2 separate regions of the Ovis aries genome follow, and region 2 is linked to region 1. A link is a contact called in public Hi-C data. All regions are on one chromosome and are shown on one strand. The core of a region is the stretch at or near the end of the contact, and the rest is flanking DNA. Distances in the headings are between cores, read along the strand shown.

Evidence for each region. Hi-C and Micro-C count contacts between places; a contact is called where the count stands out from the background.
Region 2: a Hi-C map of tail adipose tissue shows a contact between it and region 1, with 5 times the contacts expected there. The contact joins the enhancer-like site here to the promoter of RFESD in region 1. A contact is called at or near these places in 5 of 16 Hi-C or Micro-C datasets (liver, muscle, skin fibroblasts and 1 more).

The regions. Positions count from the first base shown.
Region 1 is chr5:92,606,392-92,609,091 of ARS-UI_Ramb_v3.0, forward strand. RFESD (Rieske Fe-S domain containing) reads left to right here and starts at 1,445. Exons shown (of 5, transcript XM_060416026.1): 1 at 1,445-1,507.
Region 2 is chr5:93,313,874-93,316,573 of ARS-UI_Ramb_v3.0, forward strand. No RefSeq gene overlaps it. Among named protein-coding and RNA genes, the nearest start is that of TRNAC-ACA, 100 kb to the left of the region's middle. Within about 2 kb of position 1,263, at least 9 of the 54 cell types and tissues checked have an H3K27ac peak or open chromatin away from gene starts, as enhancers often do. A contact at or near this core is called in liver and tail adipose tissue, where this site is marked.

The DNA.
Region 1 (2,700 bases), core at 195-2,694:
AAGACTGGGACAAAAGGAGAAAGTTACTCTGACATATGCACTAACGTGTAAAAGAGATAACTGGTGAAAATTTGCCATATAACACAGTAAGCCCACCTTGACGCTCTGTGAAGACCTAGAGGGGTGGGAAGTGGGGATGGATGGGATGCTCAAGAACGTCGGCATATGCGTGTAATATGGCTGATTTTTATAAAGCAGTTTTCCTCCAGTTAAAAATATAAAAACCTATCAGACTCATCTAGCTTCCAACTTTGAACACATGCACGTGTGTGGGTTTTTTGTTTTGTTTTTTCCTCACAGAAACATAAATAGAAAAAAACAAAGTTGCAAAGTTCAAAAGATGAGAGTGAAACCCATCTCCTCCCCCCCCAAGTTTAAAGACCCAATTTTTTAAGCTTATGTGCATATATCTACATTATTTGTATCTAGAGAAATAACTTTTATTTACCCCCAAAGAAAGCATACTACACAGTATTCCATACTTTGTAACAAATTCATTCATTACATCATGAACCGTGCTGGTGAGTATGTGGTTAGAAAGTAATTCACATGTCTACATTGTATTTAACCACTTCCCAGCTGAGGCTCATTTGAGCTCTTGTCACTTTTCTGGCAATAAACACCATTATACATTATATGCTGGAGAAGGCGATGGCACCCCACTCCAGTACTCTTGCCTGTAAAACCCCATGGGCGGAGGAGCCTGGTAGGCTGCAGTCCATGGGGTCGCTAAGAGTCGGACACGACTGAGCGACTTCACTTTTCCCTTTCATGCATTGGAGAAGGAAATGGCAACCCACCCCAGTGTTCTTGCCTGGAGAATCTCAGGGACGGCGGAGCCTGGTGGCCTGCCGTCTCTGGAGTCGCACGGAGTCGGACACGACTGAAGCGACTTAGCAGCAGTAGCATACATTATATGCATCGTGATGAACTCCTATTAAATATTTTTGTGAGGTAAATTTCTGGAAGACAGACTCCGGGTGAGTTCAATAAACACCATTATACATTGACTATATGCATCATGACAAACTAAATATTTTATGAGGTAAATTTCTAGAAGACAGACCCTGAGTGAGTTCAATAAACACCATTATACATAGATTATACGCATCGTGACGAACTCTAGTAAATATTTTTATGAGGTAAATTTCTAGAAGGAAAACCCCCGGGTGAGTTCAAAATCTAGATAAATGTGATGAGCTCAGCAAACGTTTTAAAATGAAGTGGGGGAGCCCACGTCGGTAAAACACACGATTGAGACGGTCAGCTCAGAGGTCCCGGCGGAGCGCGGCGAGCCGGCGGCCGCGGTCAGGCAGGGTCAGCAGCCCGCGACGCCTCAGAGGCCGCCCCGGGGGCGGGCGCGCTCGGGTCACGTGGGCGGTGGCGCCCCGCCCCGCCCGGTCACGCGGAGCGCCACGCGGCCGCCGGCTTCCCTGGCCGGTTCAGTATCCTCACGCGGCGGCGCTGCGGCCGGGTCTCGCGGAGGTGGGGCAGGGACTCAGGGAAGGTAAGTTCTGTTCCCGGCGCGGGCCTGGGCGGCCTCTCGCGGGGCGGGGCTCGCGAGACTAGCCACTTCCGGCCGGGCGGCGGGCCCGGGGCTCGGGCTTCCGGTGGCGCAGGAGACTGGGGGTGGGTTCGCGGTTGCAGTGCTGCATTTCATCCTGGGTCTTCTGAGCGCTGCGGTCCCGCCGCCCTAGACGCAGCTCTCCTTAACGATGAACCCCCAGCACAGGCTTCTGCCCGGGCACTGCGGGCCCATCGAGCTTGTTCACCGTCAAGGCTGGTCCTCACTCCGGACCTGCAGCTTCCGTTCAGTTCAGTTGCTCAGTCGTGTCCGACTCTTTGCGACCCCATGGACTGCAGCACGCCAGGCTTCCCCGTCCATCACCAACTCCTGGAGTTTACTCAAACTCATGTCCACTGAGTGGGTGATGCCATCCAACCATCTCATCCTCTGTCATCCCTTTCTCCTGCCTTCAATCTTTCCAGCATCAGGGTCTTTTCAAATGAGTCAGTTCTTTGCATCAGGTGGCCAAAGTATTGGAGTTTCAGCTTCAGCATCACTCCTTCCAATGAATATTCAGGGCTACTTTCCTTTAGGATGGACTGATTGAATCTCCTTGCAGTCCAAGGGACTCTGAAGAGTCTTCAATACCACAGTGAAAAAGCATCAGTTCTGTGCTCAGCTTTCTTTATAGTCCAGCTCTCACATGCATACATGATTACCGGAAAAACCATAGCCTTGACTAGACGGACCTTTGTTGGCAAAGTAATGTCTCTGCTTTTTAACAGCCGCTTCCCTGGTCCATTTTTTAACAAGCTTTCCTGGCATTTGGCTTCCCTCATAGCTCAGTTGGTAAAGAATCCGCCTGCAATCTTCAGGAGACCCTGGTTCGTATTCCTGTGTCGGGAAGGTCCACTGGAGAAGAAATAGGCTAGCCAGTATTCTTGGGCTTCCCGGGTGGCTCAGCAGGTAAAGAATCCGTCCACAATGCGGGAGACCTGGGTTCGATCCCTGGGTTGCAAAGATCTCCTGGAGAAGCGAAAGGCTACCCGCTCCAGTATTCTGGCCTGAAGAATTCTAAAGAATCGGAGAGGACTGAGCGACTTTCACTTTTCTTAGCATTTGTGCTCTGAAATGTATGAAACTTGCCCCAGGGTTGCCGCAGCCCCAGCCGTCTTGGGTATCCGACTCCTGAA
Region 2 (2,700 bases), core at 13-2,512, 710 kb after region 1:
CCATTCATTCACTCTGCACCCCCTGCAGTCTGGCTTGTGCCCTTGTGAAGGCCCCCAGTGCTCTTCTAATGACAAACTCCAATGGGCGTTTTCCAGTCTTTGTTTTGCGATGCATTTCTGGGGCATTTGGCAACACGGATTGTGCACACTGCTGCTCCCCCAAGGTAACAGCATCTTTCCCAGTTAGTCTCACTCATTTCTGTTTCTTCTTAACCACAGGCTCCTCTCTCTGCACCCACCACTCACATGCGTATATTCCCTAGGTGTCTGTTTCCAGCTCACTGCTTCTCATTACAGCTACTCTTCTTGGGCGAATTTATCTCCTCTCTGGAGTTCAACTACCACCTGTATGCTAATGACTCTCTAATTCGATCTCCTACTCAGATTCCTTCCCCAAGCTTCAGACTCACCAATTCCATTACCTGTCAGGTGCCTTCCCTGGGGACTCATCAGACTTTTCAGATTGGAGTTTTCAAAAACCAAGCAGCACATCCCTCCAAACTCAGTCTCTGTTGTGTCTCCACCTCTTTACCCGGTGATCCAGGTTATAAAATAATAGCCTTAACGCTTCTGTCTTTCTTACCCTCTTCATCTAACTGATCATTACATTCTGCTGGTTTCCCCTCCCTTGATTCCTTAAAATCCATCCTCCCATCTGCCAGTGCTCCTGTTATCAAATGTTCCTTCTCTTCCTGGATTGGCACAGCCACCTCAACTGGCTTCCTGGTTTCTAGACTTGCTGCCCTCAATTCTGCTCAATTCAGAGCTACCTCAGTAATCCACGCGAAACACAAGTCTGACCCCGTCCCTGTCTGCTTCCTGGAATCTACACGAGCAAGTTCAGCTTCCCTTCCGGGCGCACACGGCCCTCTGTGGCCGGCTCTTGCCTAATTCTCAGGCCTTGGCTCCTTCCACTTGGATTCCAGCAGCAGCCAACCGGTGGTGGTTCCTTGTACACATCTCATTTTCCCTCTATTCTTTGCTTCTGCTTTTAAAATGAAGTGTCAGGCTGGTATTATAAGGGAAGTTTCAAGTTCATCTGCTATTAAATATTAGAGGCTCTGTGCTTGGGGAGGGAGGAAAGAGAAAAGACTCACAGTTACATTCTCATTTCAGCCCCTTTCTCCCCCACACAGACAAAAAGTATACCAGGCTTGCTAGATTTGTGGGTTCTACTCATTTAAAGCTGCTAATAAGTATTTCAGTCCCCGCTCGGTTTTCACGCCAGGCTGTTCTTCCAAACTGAGGAGACTCTTGTTTGTTACGAAGAGTGTGCTGCCCTCTAGAGGTGGCTTTCAGAGACAGAGCAGATACCCACACAACGAACACATTCTACAGCTTCCCCTGTGAAGGGACTTCATAGTAAGACCTGTACTATTACTGCTGTTTGTCCAAAATGTGCTTTCCCCAGTTGCATCATTTTGATTCACAGAATCTTTATGTGCTTCCATAATAGGGTTTGGGGATAAAGCACAGGGTGTGCCTCCAGGGTCGCTCAATTTGGAGTTAGAGAACTCAAGTTCCAGTTCAAGTTGTTCCACTAAAGCCTCCGAACTTAGATCTCTGACCTGTTAAAGAAGGAGTGCAAGACCTCATCCAGAAAACTGAATTATCTGAAATTATATTTTGGCAAAAAAACTAGGAACAGACTTACCAATAAGTACTTGTTATACACTAAGTATATACAAGGCACTAGGCTAAGAGCGGCTTTGCAGAGGTTATGTATTTACATTTGATCTCTAGACAGTTAAATGAAAAATATTTGAAAAGAATCTGGAAGACATTCAAGGCTTCAATTTAAATGGAGGAGTTTAACCCTGACCCTGAAAATAAAACTGAGCTAAAACAAATTAAAACTTACTCTGAGGTTTCCAAGAGTCTATTACAATATGAAAACAGGAGTTAATCACACAACCACACACACACACACACACACACACACACACACACACACACACACACACACACTTTAATTTGTCAGTAAGCTCTGGTGTAAACTACCTTTAGCCTGATCTTCCCTCCTCTGTTTTCAACCAAAAGAAGAAAAAGGATGTCTTTCATTTAATGACTGAACCAACTGTGATTTCTCTATATCTGTGTAATGACGACTGAAGATGGGTTAAAATTATATTTATTACCTTACAATGGCAGTGGACTCCTGAGAATTTCTTTGAAGTTTCCCCGAGAAAGGGAAAAATGATTAAGACACCATTTGTGTTCATAATCAGATTGGGAAGAAGAGGCCACAAAGCCCAGCGCACAGTAGCTGGGAGACGAGGGGTCTGTGTTCTTGTGAATCCCCTAGGGGTGGGCGCCAGGTGAGTCCTCTGTGTCGCGGGGAGCCGCATCTGTATGCTGTGCCTACAGTCCTGCTTCTGTGCTGTGTGATGCCCATGCTCCCTTTGGCATCTGCCTCTTTAGGTGGGAGATGCCGCCAAGGTCAAAGCTGGCCTGCTGTGCCGGGAGACCGGTAAGGCTGATTGAGTGGATGGAATCTTCTTCTCAGTTACATGTCTTGGCGTCTTTGGACATGACTTCTCACATCAAGCCCATCATTTTCCCTCTCTTCATCAGTTTTACTCTCTGTAAACTGCTGACGTCCTGTGGACAGTGTCGGAGAGAGGTACCTAAGAGAGTATCCCAAACATTTTGAACACATACAAGGCGCTCTTACTTAAAATTATCTCTTTAGAGCCCATA